Linked DNA regions of Sus scrofa: region 2 is linked to region 1. A link is a contact called in public HiChIP or PLAC-seq data. All regions are on one chromosome and are shown on one strand. The core of a region is the stretch at or near the end of the contact, and the rest is flanking DNA. Distances in the headings are between cores, read along the strand shown. Region 1 holds the start of NMNAT2 (nicotinamide/nicotinic acid mononucleotide adenylyltransferase 2). Region 2 has its middle 15 kb from the start of NCF2.

Evidence for each region. HiChIP or PLAC-seq counts read pairs in DNA pulled down with a chosen protein or histone mark.
Region 2: an H3K27ac HiChIP or PLAC-seq map of skeletal muscle shows a contact between it and region 1, with 2.1 times the contacts expected there. The contact joins the enhancer-like site here to the promoter of NMNAT2 in region 1. A contact is called at or near these places in 1 of 5 promoter capture datasets (liver), 19 of 47 Hi-C or Micro-C datasets (alveolar macrophages, blood, embryonic fibroblasts and 11 more) and 2 of 2 datasets of contacts at active chromatin or transcription factors (alveolar macrophages and skeletal muscle).

Annotation. Positions count from the first base shown.
Region 1 is chr9:124,694,631-124,702,221 of Sscrofa11.1, forward strand. It overlaps NMNAT2 (nicotinamide/nicotinic acid mononucleotide adenylyltransferase 2), which reads right to left and starts at 3,281. Exons shown (of 14, transcript XM_021063806.1): 1 at 2,845-3,281. It overlaps SMG7 (protein SMG7), which reads left to right and starts at 1,802. Exons shown (of 22, transcript XM_021063792.1): 1 at 1,802-3,012. The coding sequence starts at 2,984.
Region 2 is chr9:124,818,479-124,826,069 of Sscrofa11.1, forward strand. No RefSeq gene overlaps it. Among named protein-coding and RNA genes, the nearest start is that of NCF2, 15 kb to the left of the region's middle. Within about 2 kb of position 4,678, at least 38 of the 83 cell types and tissues checked have an H3K27ac peak or open chromatin away from gene starts, as enhancers often do. A contact at or near this core is called in alveolar macrophages, liver, omental adipose tissue and 3 more, where this site is marked.

The DNA.
Region 1 (7,591 bases), core at 2,031-4,530:
GAGTGCTCAGTAAATGTCTATTGAATAACACTAAACAATAAAAGGATTCATTTTTCTGATCCCAGTTTCTTTATTTCCAAAATGAAAAGACAGTAATATTTTCCTATATTGCTTGTCAGTAATCTCATGATTTGTGCTCATATACTGTTGACAGGAGATAAAAGCCTGATATAAAGGATGTTATGACTGCCAAGGGGGTGATTATTTTACATAACATAAAATTTTTATTCTGGCTAAGATCTTTTTAAAAATATAACCAGTACAGAAGTTTCTGTTGTGGCTCAGCATTAATGAACCCGACTAGTATCCATGAGGACTTGGGTTTGATCCCTGGCCTCACTCAAGTGGGTTAAGGATCCAGCGTTGCTGTGAGACGTGGTGTAGGTCACAGATGCAGCCTGGATCCCTCATTGCTGTGGTGTAGGCCGGCAGCTGCAGCTCTGATTCAACCCCTAGCCTGGGAACTTCCATGTGCCACAGGTGAGACCCTAAAAAAAAGAAAAAAAAAATCTAACCAATAAATTTCAGGAAGGAAATGCAGGGTATTTTAGGTAGTTTTAGATAGCATTAATCTCCATCCTTGGGCTCACAGGTTTAAAGGAAAAGCTGGACCCTAACCAGAGATGAGAACAACCTTTCACTAGGTGGCTCTCTTTCCTCTGAGTGGGTGGCAGGGATAAGGAGGCATTGTACAGCTGCAATCAATGCGTGTCACACTGCATCACAGAAGGTGCTTGAAGCACTCCGGGCAGAGTTCAGTTTCTATTTCATTAATTATAATGTCCTTGGGATTTATTTCAAAGTATCTGGTATTTTCATTTCCTCCAAATTTACACATAGACAGACATCGGTCGGGCCTTTTAACAGGTGCAGTTTCAGGGAAGGATCAGGAAAGCGCCTTCTCACCTAGCACAAAAGACAGCAGAAATCAGGTACCTCAACCAAACCGAAACCAAAATGGCCCTTTAAAAATTCCGATTTCAACTATTCAATGAGAGCTGTATTCCTGGAGAGGTTTATATGATTACATAGCCTAAAGTACTTTGGGATAGCTATTTAAATGACTCCACAATACAAATCGAAAAAATGTCAAATAATCCTTTCAAACCATTAGATGACCACTTCTCCAGCTACATCTTGGACACTCTATTATCATTGATCCCATTCTTTAGTCTGCCTTTTGGAGACAAAACACACATAATAATCATTCAAAACCATTTGTTCAAAGAATGAAAATCCTTTTCCTAGAAGCCTGTCATTGGAACTTTGCACCAGTATCTAAGTTTTTCTTGATACTATTTTACCCAACGCCTCCTCTCCAACCCAAAAGATACAAAATGACAAAATCCTAAAATACCCTGAGAGAACCGGAAGTTTGTAGAGGAGAAAGGAACTTGGAGGTCGGCTTTTGATCATTAAGGGGGACCCCCACTGGGGAATCATCCTCTGAGAGAGAGGGCTGTCATCAGCGTCTCACCACATCCCCAGCTCTAAAGACCACTTGTTAGCCTTCCAGGATGTGTTTCCACTTTCACTCTGGCCTCCTTGCGGCAGGAGGTGGCTCGGGAAGGCCACGAGGGGAACTCTGAGAAGATTCGGTCACCGAGGCTGTGTGTGGGGTGGGGTTTGGGGGATTTCTGTAAGGGGTCGACCCGCCGGGGAAAGTCGGACGTCTCTGTCGGCAGAAGAGGGATCTCGGCAGTCGTGTGCCGTTCTCCTCCCTCAGGGACCCCGTCCAGGCGGGATCCCGCCTCCCAGAGCCCGAGGCAGTTGTGGGGAAACCCCTCGCCCGCCTAGCTGCCAAGCGCCACCGTTCCGCCCTACCAGCTCCAGCCCGCCGCCCACCAGCCTGCAGGCTCCGCATCGTCCTCGCAGGCCCGGCCCTCCGCACACCTCGCACGGAGAGGAAAACTATGGAGGTGGTTTCCGCCCGTAGGCGGGTGGAAAAGCCCATGGTGAATGCCTCGGGGTCTCCCCCATCGCTGCGGGAAAGGGAAAGGGAGGAGGAAATGAACTTCACTCCCCAAGAGAACTACCCGTATTCCCAACCTGAGGGGAAGCCTTTGGATGGAAGGGAAGCCAAGGGGGAACCCTGGGCACTTCTCCGGGAATCCACTCGCCAAGGGAGGGTCACTCGGTGCGCACAAATTGGTTACTATGACAATACAACTGCAGCCTTCAGTTGCCTTGGCAGCTGCTTATCCAATCCGATTGGTTTCTTTTCTTCCCTGGGGCTCCACCCTATCCCCTCCAACAGTCTCCCAGCGTGAAGGGGGAGGGGCCGCAGAAAAAAAGGAGGGGGGTCCTTTAGCGTCACTCTAGGGCTCGAGGGCAGATCAGAAACGAGGGACTGGCGGCCGGAACTGTACGAGGAAGGGGAGGCGTTTCCGGTACGGAAGAGTGGAGGGGTGGAAAAAGGAAGCTAGAAATTGGGTGGAGTGGAAAGACGGGGGAAGACTTTCAGTGTAACTCCCAGTTGATTTGGGCTCAATGTTCCCGGTGAGGGTGGGGTTGCCCCCTCGCGCGGGAGGAGAGGGGTGGATTGGCCGGAAGCCGCCGAGCGTCTCCAGCGGGCTACTCAGCAGCCGCGCAGGTGCAGCCGAGCTAACAGATCCCAAGAGGGAGCGCTACCGAAAGGCGGAAATCGCCAGGAGGGACCGGCGCCGCTGAAATCTCGCGAGAGAGACCCCCACACTTCCTTCCTCTACTTCTCCCTCCTCTTTCCCCCGCCCCCATCCCTCCTCCCTCCCCCTCCCCCTCCCGGGTCGGAGTGTCCCTGCGCCCCACGGGCCGGAGCAGCAGCGAGAGCAGCTTTCCCCGCTCCCTCCCCCTCGCCTCACTCACCCCCACCCCCCCGCCGAGCGAGGAGGAGCCGGAGGAGAGGAAGATGGCGGCGGCCGCCAGCACCCGCGGTGCCGCGGGGCCGCTCCGAGGAGCCTGAGAGACCCACAGAGGCTTCGCGGGAAGACGCGGGCGGCGGAGGATGAGCCTGCAGAGCGCGCAGTATCTCCGGTGAGTGCCGAGGACGGCCCGTACGTAGAGGGGAGCGGACCGAAGGTTCGGGCATGGAGCAACAGACACAGAGGTGGTATGTCCGGGGTGGCGGGGGAGTTGCTGTGTCCTCTCGTTCTCCGACGGAGAGGCGGGGGCTGCGAGAGGCTCTGCGGGAGGGGGCGGAGCGGGCACACACATGGGTGCCTAGCCCCCACGGGCCGGCCTGAGTTCCAGCGAAGCCGGCTCCTCTCGGTGCGGGGAGGGAGGTTAGGAAAGCGTGAGAACGTGTGTGTGCGCGCGCCCCGGGTCGCGGGCTCGCAGGCGAGGGGTGGGGAGAGGCGCTCCCAGAGGCGGCCGCGACCCCGAGTGAAGGTGGGTGTGGAGGAGTCTGATGCGGGTGGCGGAGAAACCTGGTGTGGTGTGGGATTGGCTAGAGCGATGCATGGGGAGAAGACGAGGTGGAAGTCTGCACACCTGGGGTGAGTAGGGGGCTGGGAAGGAAGGACTAGTGGAGCGAGAGACCGCAGGAAGCTGGAGTTTGTTCTTCATTCTGGGGTTGGAAATACGGAGGAATAATGTCATCTGTAGTTAGTTGGCGGGTGGGGGGTTGGAGGCGTAAAGAAGGGGAATGGATGAGGAAGTGAGGAAAGAGGGAGGTACTGTGGACGGGGTTGGGTTCCCCCAAAGAACCTGGGTTAGAATCAGTGCATTTGGAAGGTACCATTCTAAGTGTCGTGTGGCTTAAGAGTGGTGTTAAGCACTTGTATGTGGGGGGGTAGTGTGACACATGGGTATAGAGTGTGAGAGTATGTGTATCTGGGGAGGATTAAGGGGGGCGATTGATGCATATTGTAGGTGGAAGAAGATGCAGACACAGTGGAACCAAGTGCATGATGGCGAGAGCATATTGAACAGAAAGACACCAGCTATTGTGCAGCTAAGAAGGTTCCATGGAAGCAGACTAAGAGCTTGGAGGTGGGGGTAGAGGTAAACGAGGGTCAAAATCCTGATGGCAGGGAAAAATAAAAAGATTGTTGGAACCTGAGGTTAATTAAGGAGTTGCCACTGCTTAGAAGGGGGAAGGAAGGCCTTGAAACGGGTCCTTTTTGGCTTTAACAGAACTAAAAGGGCTCACTTATGGGAAAATGCTTTAAAAAGTGGTTTCACACCTTGTGGAGGAGGGAATTGGATGGGGTAGAAGTCTGAAATGAGCCCAAAGTCACTTAAGCTGTTTAGTGAAGTGAAAATGGATCCTTGCATGTGTGTTGGAAGGAAGGTATGTAGTTAAGTGATACATGAGGGTAGCTATTCTACTTTTGAAAGTAGTAATAGTTTTATTAAGCAGAGTGTGCAAAGGAGGAAATGAGATCTTTCAATTATTGTTGAATCCCCAAGTTTAACGGGTACAGGATCCATAATACAACATATATGCCCAATAGCAGGTAGTTGGAATAATACCTATACATTGAGGTCCATTCTTCTCCTTTATTATCTCTTGATTGTTTAACATGTCACATAAACTAATATATACAACTGTGACAAAGATGTATAATAGATGCTGTAGAAGGGAATATGGAAAACTATTAGGATGGTCCTTAATTTTAAGGAATTTCCAGACAAGTGTGTATTAGGTGAGTAAAATATGGTAAAGATCATAAAAGATGCCAAGTGTTGTAAGAGTCCAAAGGCAGGAGATTACCTGAGCAATTGGGGTGGATCAGGAAAAGCTTCCTTTGTTTATTTGCTCATTCATACACATGATTCATCAGTCGTTTTGTCGATCACCTATATGGGAGGCATTGTACTGACTACTGAGAATAGAAAAATAAGAACTTCATCCTCCTCTTAGAGAATTTAAAGTTTGTTAGGCTTCAGGAATAAAATGACACTTAAGGGGACCTTAAGGATAAACAGTATTCTGACAAGTGTGGATTGAGAAGGAGGAATCCAAAAGGAAAGAAACCGAGTAGAGATCCATAGAAAGGGGGGTGGGGGCCAGGGCAGGTGTTCAGTCGAGTTAATCAAGACCTTAAGATGATGTAGCTGGAAAAGAGCTTCATAGATTACCAAGTTTGAACTCTTCTTTTTACAGATAAAGTATAGCCCAAAGAAGTTAAAAATTGTTGAGGATCATATGTTGGTATGTGGAAACTCTAACTCAGATGTAGGGCTTCTAACTCCAGATTTGCTATACTGTGTGTGACATGTCAGAATCCATCCATTCTTGCCACAAGTATGTCTTGGGAACTTACTATATTCTAGGCACCGTGGATTCGGTGGTGAACAAAAGAGTGAACATAGGAAGGCATGGTCTAATAGAAGGATGTAACCAATAACCGTATGAACAGATAAATATGTTTACCAGGTGGTGACAAGTACTAGGAAGAAAAATAAAGCAAGACAGGGTTGTGCTGTTTTATATACACAGGGGGACCAGAGAAAGCCTATTTGATTAGCCGTCCATACTTGAGAATGTCTTGAATAATATGATTTGTAGTTTATAGTTAAAATGGGTGGACAGTGGAGAATTCGAGATGATGTTTAGAAGAGAATTCACATGTTCATAGCTATGTATTAGGAAGATGAATCTGTGTAGTGGGCAGTTAAGGGCCAGAAATAAAGTGGTGGCAGTGAGACTAAAAAGGTGTGATGAGAAGCAGATTGGGAGAGTGGTGGTGATTTTAATGGGAGGATCAGTTGTCTTTGAGAGGCTCCTGTGTTAACGTATCTTGTATTTTTTAACTTAGCCTGGTAGGAGAGACGTAGGTTATAGAATCAGTAGTAGACAGCTTGAGATGAATTTGGTTCTTTGGAGAAGGGAGGAAAGAATTATAATGAACACGATGTTTAAATAGCCTATATTTTCCAGCTAAAGTTGAGCAGGTAAAGCTGAATAGGCGTAGGACCTGTAATCCCTTAAAAATTCCTAAGAGGCAGTCTTTTTTCAATCTTGCTCATCTATCCTAAGTAAATAAAGCAGGTCTTAGGGCTAATACTAGTCTGGGACGGAGATTGGAAGAGGTAATAAAGGCTTGCAGAAGCCAGAATTTCCATTTTCCCCTTCTTTGGATAATCATTCCATTTAAAGTGTACTGGGCATAACTGGTGGTTACTACTGGGAATAGAGAGGGGAGGGCAGTATAGGGCTGGGAGGATGGGAGGTACAAACTACGGGATGTAAGACAGGCTGAAGGATGTATTGTTCGACACAAGGAATGTAGCCAATATCTTGTAATAACTGTAAATGGAAACTAACCTTTAAATTGTATGAAAAATTAAAAATAAATCTGGGAGAGACTAGAGAATGTCTTCGGGGAAGCATTATGTTCATTTTCTTTTCTTTGATGAAAATGGAACCATTGGTTTTTATAGACATTTGTGGAGGATGATGTTGAGTATTGCTGAGTGTGGTTGTGGGTATAGCAATTATTTTCTGTGACCTTCACTTTAGGAAGAGTTTTGTTGCCTGCCTTTCTGAGTGTGTAAGACCATGACTGGGTAATTTTTAGACTGCACGGCTACAGTCTTCCTTCATGTAGATGAAAATTAGTCTTAGCTGAATTAATTTGTTAGCGAAAATGAGCTGGGGTGTCTGGTGTTGAAATGGTGGGGTGATGGCAGACCAGGGAGTAAGATGGCAGTTTCAAAAGAGTCAGAAATGAGGATATGAAGTAAGAAGCATCAGTAAGACAAAGAGAGGAATTCAGCATCAAGGGGATGCAGTAGTCTTGAGTTGTGGATGAGGAGGGTGGGAGAAGGGTGAGAACAGACCAGAGAGGAGACAGTAGGTGAGGTATAATATTGTGCTTTAAAAGCATTCAAAAGGATAGAAATATGGAAATTAATATGTCAGAGTTGAAAAAACAGGGGTAATGGAAATATTCAAGTACCACTTAGGGAAGACATCATTGAAGTTGTTTTGGAAGATGAGAAAACAATAATATAAATAATCATAGCCATCGAAAATACCGGTCAGAACAAATCTGGTTATAAAAGATGGCACTGGTGCCACTGAATGACATCTGCCATGGTTGCGGAAGGCAACTGTTCACACTTTCTTCAACTTTGCTTTCTTCAGTTTTCTCTTTTTGTCTTTTTATTGTATCGTATTTTTTTTTTCCTTTTTATGGCTGTACCTGAGGCATATGGAAGTTGCGGTATAGGTCGAATTGGAGCTGCAGCTGCCGGCCTACACCATAGCTACAGCAACTCCGGATCTGAGCTGCATCTGTAACCTAAGCCACTGAGCGAAGCCTCAGAGACAGCATCAGGTTCTTAACCTGCTGAGCCTCAGCAGGAACTCCTAATTTGTTTTTATGTTAAGGGTTTTTCCGTGGGATCCACTCAAAGTTGATCCTTGGTGTTAGATCACTTTACAGGGAAGGCCTACAAATTGTTTTGTTAGAGTTTTTTTTTGCATGATACCTCCATTGGTGGAGAGGCTGCATTCCAGCAGCAGACTTCTTTGTCAGAAACTTTATTGCCAGAAGAAGAAATAATATAACAGCCACAATGTTTTTTCTGGGACAGCAGAAAAATGGCTGTCATTTAAATTCTAATTAAAATATCCAGTATATTGTGAGTTAAAATGTGTCAC
Region 2 (7,591 bases), core at 3,428-5,927, 130 kb after region 1:
GACGCTGAGACCTGGCAGCTCCTGCTGTGGCCTGGGGCCCCCTCTGCTGACACCTTCTGTCCAGTGCCCGTCTTTCACAGACTGCTCCACCCGTTCCTAGCATCCCTCTGGGGCAAGTCTTTGGGAGGGGCTCCACGTGGCCCTAGGTTTCCCAGGGAGCCAGGGTTTGGAGGTACCCCTTCCACGCCCTGAGTTTCATGGAAGCCCCTAAACCATTCTCAGCTCTCTCTCATCCTGTGTTTTCACCAAGAAACATTGTGAAGTCAGAAATCTTAGATTCAAGAATGTATACATATGTACGACAGGGTCAGGTTGCTGTACAGCAGAAACTGGCACAACGTTGTAAATCAACGATCCTTTAAAAATGTAATTAAAAAAAAAAAGAATGAAAGAAATCCTGGATTCAAAGCCTGGCTCTGCCTTGGACCACCTAAGCCAGCTTTCATAAGTCATGCCAGTTCTCCTAAGCCAGCTTTCATAAGTCATGCCAGTTCTCCAGAGCGTCAGTGCCCTCATCAGCAAAATGGTTATAAAAATGGTGCCTCCTTTGCTGGCCTGTCCTGAGACGGAAAGGAATGCTATGTGAAAGGGCCGCACGGCCACCAACGGGCAGTGGGTGCTTTGGGATTTCCAAATTTATGACAGAAGAATGAACAAATGGTCTTGTCGGCTTCGTGGGGTGCTAGTCCTCTGCTGTGACATTCCCACCCTCCCACTCCTGCTGCCTTGAGCAAAAGCCTCATGGCCAGCTGGGCCCTGCCCTTGCCAGCCTGGCCCTTGGACACTCAGTGCCCCCTCTGTCCCAGGTCCAGGCAGCTTTCTCTCGGTTTCTGGTTTTGCCTGCTCTCAGCTCTGTAGTTATTTCCTCCTTAGAATTCTAGCACCTGAAAGCTTTGCAGAATGCTTTGTTACACGGAGGTACAATTCAAGCCACAGAATTCATCACATTCTGTCAGTATCATTGAATGCTGTGAAAGTCCCCTTTGACACAAAAAGTGGATGTCCCATTTAGAATCTATCATAATTCCCCCTAAACAGAGTTTTTCATACCTCTTCTCTCCCTCTCCAGTTGTCTGCTTACAGGCTATAGGTAAGACATCTGTTTCTGGCAGCCATGGTCCTTCCAGATCCTTTCTTGCTTTCTCCTTCCATCCCTGTCCCCTGGGGCATAGAATCCTGGAAAGAAGGTTGGGGAATAAGGACTTCTGAAGCCTGGAGAAGTGGTCCTTACTTGGACAAGGAAACATCAAGAAGCAACTGTAGGAGTTTCCGTAGTGGCTCAGTGGAAAGGACTCTGACTAGCATCCATGAGGATGTAGGCTGGATCCCTGGCCTCGCTCAGTGGGTTAAGGATCCAGCGCTGCCATGAGCTGTGGTGTAGGTCACAGATGCAGCTTGGATCTGGTGTTGCTGTGGCTGTGGTGTAGGCCAGCAGCTGTAGATCCGATTGGACCCCTAGGCTGGGAACCTCCATATGCCCTGGGTGTGGCCTTAAAAAGCAAGAAAGCAAGGAAGGAAAGAAGGAGGGAGGGAGGGAAGGAAGAAGGAAAGAAGGAAAGAAGGAAAGAAAGGAAGAAAGAAAGAAAGAAAGAAAGAAAGAAAGAAAAAAGGAAGGAAGGAAGGAAGAAAAGAAAAAAGAAAAGCAGAGCAGGACCCGCCCAGCCCTTTCTAAGATGTCTTCTTCCCAGTGTGACTGCTTATTTGCCACTGTGAGTCCCCAAAGATGAGCTCAAGTCCATATTTGCAAGCTTCCCCTTGAGGATAATTATGCATCTAATTGCTGAAGTTGCAGAGGCTGAACCCTTTTCGGGGTAGGAGGGGCAACTAATGCTAATCCTGAGTCGCTGTCACTTTGTATTGAGCTCTCACTGTGCGCCAGCAAGGTTCAAGCACTTGTGCACAGGCTTCACTTGTGGCTACAAAACCCATTGATAGTAAAGGAAGCTGAGTCTTACTTAAGTAACTTGCTCAAGGTTACAGAGCTCATAAATTACCATGATTAAAATGCAGGTCTGTCTGACTCCAAGGGCAATGTGTGCTCAATAAAGAAGAGGGAAAGAGGAGTTCCCACTGTGGCCCAATGGGATCTGCAGCATCTCTGGAACTCTGGGACATGGGTTCCATCTCTGTCTGGCACAGTGAGTTAAGGACCTCAAGTTGCTGCAGCTGTGGTATAGGTCACAGCTGTGGCTCAGATCTAATCCCTGGTTGGGGAACTCCATATGCCTCTGGGTGGCAAAAGGAAAAAAAAAAAAAAAAAGAGGCAAAGAGAAATTGCCACTTCGGAAGCATCTCACCTATTCTGGATACAGTTTGGCAATGTTCTTCTTTGCCACAATCCAAAGGAGGTCAAAGATTTCCCCCCTAATTAACAAACAAACAACACAACAACTAAACCTTTTTTTTTCCCCAAGGAACGATGCTTTCCTGCTTAGGGGCAGGGCAGGATTTGACGATGGGAATTCCCCTCCTATCTTTCTTTCTTTCTTTCTTTACTTTTTTGTCTTTCTAGGGCTGTACCTGTGGCATATGGAGGTTCCCAGGCTAGGGGTCCAATCGGAGCTCTAACCAAAAATAGCCAGAAATGTAACAACTGTCTGGGAAATTTGGATTTGGAATCCCTGGCATAGCCCTGTGTTCTTCCTTCGTCAGCTGTGGTGCTTGTGCCTCGGGGAGCTGGCCCCGGGGCCCCAGTCTCCAGCATTTTCAGCTGAAAGAAACTGGCCCCACAGCCCCATCCGTCCCCTTTGCCATTGCCCTGGGCCGTACTTCTCTCATCCCATGGAGCCATAGGAGGGTCCAAAATTCTTCTCTGGCTCGGGCTAGGGCACCTTGACAGAGAGGCAGGCAGGGAGCAGATTGTCCCTGCAGGTGGGACCGAGGATCTGGTGACCTCTAGCTTTCCTGAGATGATGCGTGAAATGATGGACTGCTGAGGTCATCTGCCAAAGTCAAACTCTTAAACAATTAGATTTTCTTCTGCCTGGGGAAGAAGCAGGTGAATCCCTGCTCCCTGGGACTTTCATTTTAACTCTGGAAACATCTGTGTCATCTGCGAAGCTCCCACAAAGCTGTTTTCAGGCCTCAAGCAGAGATGTCTCAGACATCCGTTCACCCTGGATTCCGCTCCTAGCATCGCTATGGCAACCTGGGTACCAGCTGGAAGAACCAAAACTCAGCAGGGCCCTGCTTATCAGGTCTGAGGAAAAGCACTGAACAGGTGACAAACAGGAAGCGTCATTTTGCAGAGGGCTTTTTTTTTTTTTCTTTCAAGATGGAGTTTCGGGGAATAAAACAATTCAGTAGACCATGAATAAGTAGCTTTAAAAATCAGATGCTTTTGCTCAGTTCTGGGACAATGATTAACAAATTGGCTCTTGGTTCTGTTTTGAAGTCAAATGTTCATGTTTTAAATTTAGCAGCTCAAAGGCCAGCAAATTCACTTTCTTTTTGTTCAGGCAATAAAGTCACAATGCTGTCCCCGCGAACCAGCTGCTTTTTGAAATTACCTTGTGATCATTTTATTTTCAATTTTGTACTTGTTGTTTTAACTGAGAAAGGGAAATGGAATATTGAAATCCAAGATGGATATCAAGCTTAGGTAAGTCCTTAAATAATTACAAAGCCCCAATCCCCGTACTCTAGTGTCCTCTTAAGCAAGGGCTGGCTCAGGATTCTTGCCCTGGAGTTCCCTGGTGGCCTGATGGGTGGGGAAGCCAGTGTTGTCGCTGCCATGGCTGGGGTTGCTGACGTGGTGTGGGTGTGATTCCTGGCCCCGTGGAGGGATGGGGAGGGTGCACGGAGAGTGCGCAGCCAAAAACAAAAAAAAAAAAAAAGAGAGAGAGAGAGAGAGAAAGATGCTTGCCCTGAAAAACCCTACATGTGACTCTGGAGAGATAAGCTGAGCCAGAGTAAAACAATAGAGACAGGACCAATTCATATGAAAGTATACTCTACACCATTCCCAGAAGATGAAAATGGCTCCTGCTTAAGTTCTTCAAATTTTGAACAAATGTATTCAAATGAATTCTGCCTTCTTTCAGAATTAAAGTGTTTCAGCAGATTGGCTGTTCCAACCTGATGTTCGTACTCCATGAACCAAAGGGATTCCTTTTTCATTTTTGGCTGTCTTTCAGCCACCTGGCTTTCTGTAAGATTTTCTGTGCTTCTTATAATGTGTGAAGCTATGACACCTGTCTAGGCCTCCAGTGATTCTTCTGGGTCCAGGTTGCAAAATCTCGAGCCAGCACTTGATTGGTTATGATGACTGCTCTTGCTCCAGCAATGATTTCCCAACCGTTCAAGCACCCGCGGTGGGGCTTCTGCACTTTGGCTGATTACTCCATGCATCCGTTCACCATGAACCCCTTTGGGGAGATAAACCATAGCATCATAGGTTCATTTGTTCCTGTGAACTTGAAAAAGTCGATCCCTGAGTCCAGCTCTTAGAACTGAACCCCCCATTTCCTGAGTGAACACAGGGGACATTTCTGCTTCTTTTGGAGGCCAGGGTTAGGCTGGGGTGTGGGGAGGGGAGGGAGTGAAGGGGCCCAGGTGCCCAGGTGGTGGTCCAGGCTACAGAAGCCCTTCTTCATAGCATCTCTCTTTGCTTGACCTATAGCCACCCACAGGGAGCACTCGATGAACTGAAGCCTCTCTCCCTCAGCCGGTTCCTGGGTGTCCCCTGAGTCACATTCAGCAATGAGGAAGTGAAAAGCACTGTGAAATGAGCCTCATTGTCATGTGGCTCTCTTTTCCTAATTTGGTCTGGCAGGCCTGGGCACGGGGGCCTGGGAAACATCTTTCTTGGCAAGGGCAGAGGGGAAATCTAGTACCTTCTAATTTTCCCATTTGGTGTCTGAGCTGACATTCTGGATGAAAATCTCCAGAGGACAAGAGCTGAGCCCTAACTATCACCCCCCCCCCTTATCTGTCTTCATTAGGGCACCTACGTGATCTCTACGCTTGGAAAATTCCTCTTTGTGATAAGGGTGATACAGAACACGGGCCAAAGCATCCACTCCCCAACTCGTACTCTGGGGGCAAATAGTCACTTTCCCACTAAGAGAACTATGAAAAAAAAAAAAAAGTCTGTATTTTTCCAAGCTTTCTATTTTTAGTTCTCTTTTTCTGCTAGTGGCAGAAAATATAATCTTATTCAGTTCCAGGCATACTCAGTTTAAACCTCTTCAAGCTCCTGTACTCTGAAATTTCCAAACTTTTGCAGGGCTCTGTCATTTTCCCCCTTTGGAGCTAGCTGCTCCTGGGAGATGATGGCCCCTCTGTGCCCCTCCTCTGAGCCCCCATCCAACTGGCTTCTCTTCCTTTATCTCCTCGGGGCTGGGGAGCAGGGGAGGGGGTGTTGGAAAGGGGAAGGTGTCAGAGGGCAGAGGAGACTGGCTCGGCAAATATCCTCCATCCCTCTGCCCCACCTTCTAGGGTTACATAAGGACCATTGCTTTGCTTTTTTTTTTTTTTTTTTTGCATATGAAGGTTCCCAGGCTAGGGGTTGAATCAGAGTGTAGCCACTGGCCTACACCACAGCCACAGCAACACCAGATCCGAGTCATGCCTGAGACCTACACCACAGATTATGGCAATGCCGGATCCTTATTCCACTGAGCAAGGCCAGGGATTGAACCTGTCTCCTCATGGATACTAGTCAGATTCATTTCTGCTGAGCCATGATGGGAACTCCCATTATCAAATTTAAAAGCCAGCACCTCCTAGAGTAATGAAAATAAAAACAAAAATAAATACATGGGACCTAATTAAACTTAAAAGTTTTTGCACCCCAGAGAAAAACACAAACAAAATGAAAAGATAACCCACAAAATGGGAGAAAATATTTGCAAATGAAGCAACAGACAAGGGATTAATCTCCAAAATATACAAACAACTCATGAACTCAATGTCAAAAAAATAAACATCCCAATCAAAAAAATGAGCAGAAGACCTAAATAGATATTTCTCCAAAGAAGACATACAGAGTGCAAAAAAAAAAAAAAGATGTTCAACACCACTAATTATTAGAGAAATGCAAATCAAAACTGCTATAAGATACCACTTTACACTAGTCAGACTGGACATCATCAAAAAGTCTACAAACAATAAATCCTGGAGAGGTGTGGAGAAAAGGGAACCCTCCTACACTCAACAGGGATGTACACTGGTACAACCACTATGGAAAACAGTATGGAGGTCCCTCAAAAAACTAAAATAGAACTACCGTATGATCCAGCAATCCTGCTTCTGGGCATCTGTTTGGAGAAAACCCTAATTCGAAAAGACAAGGCACCCTAATGTACATTGCAACTACTACAATAGCCAAGACATGGAAGCAACCTAAATGTCCCTTGACAGATGAATGGATCAAGCAGATGTGGTACATATATACAGTGGACTATTACTCAGCCATGAAAAGGAATGAAATAATGCCGTTTGTAGCAACATGGATGGACCTAGAGATTATCATACAAAGTGAAATTAAACAGTGAAAGACAAACATCATATGATATCACTTACATGTGGAATCTAAAAAAAAGGATATAAATGAACATATTTGCAGAACAGAAATAGACTCACAGACTTTGAGAACAAACTTGTGGTTACCAAAGGGGACAGGTGGTGGGAGAAGGGACGGACTTTGGGAGGGGCCCATGCACACTGACTGGCCAATGGGGACCTGCTGTGTCGCACAGAGAACTCTACCCAGTATTCTGTGACAATCCATGTGGAAAAAGAATCTGAAAAAGAATGAATATGTGCACATCGTGTAAAACTGAACCACTTTGTGGAAATTATGACCACCCTGTGATTCAACTCTACTCCAATAAAATTAAAAAAAAAAAAAAAAAAAGCCAACAGTGTGTTGCCTTTCTTCCCTGGCTCCACCATGACCATTCTCCTCTGAGATGAATGGCAGCCTCCTGTTTCTCCCTAGAAGGTCATAAAATGAAAGGGAGGGTGTGGGGGGGCGGGGGGAGAATCTTCAGAACACTTCGCACTGTTACATAATCATAGGTTGGACTCACAGAGAAGCTCTTCTAAAAGCTCCACCCCTTCGACTGTTTTTTTTTTTAATGATTTTAATTTTTTTCCATTATAGCTGGCTTATGGTGTTCTGTCAATTTTCTTTTCTTTTTTTAAAAATCTTTTGTCTTTTTTTAGGGCCACACCTGCAGTATATGGAGGTTCCCAGGCTAGGGGTCCAATCGGAGCTGTAGCTGCTGGCCTACACCACAGCCATAGCAACACCAGATCCAAGCCACAGCTCACAGCTCACAGCAACGCCGAATCCATAACCCACTGAGTGAGGCCAGGGATGGAACCCACAACCTCATGGTTCCTAGTCGGATTTGTTTCTGCTGTGCCACAGGGACTCCTGATCTGTCAGTTTTCTACTGTACAGCAAGGTGCATTTCTACTGTTGACTCTCAACAATGGATGCTCCATTGCTGAACAAAGGGCTCGGCTAGCACCAGGGGCTCACGTGGTCCAGGCTGGGACTCAGCGTGGAGGCCCACAGGTCCCTGTGCCCCCAGCATCCTGAGGAGAGGTGCACGAACAGCCAGATGCCGCCGGACCCTGT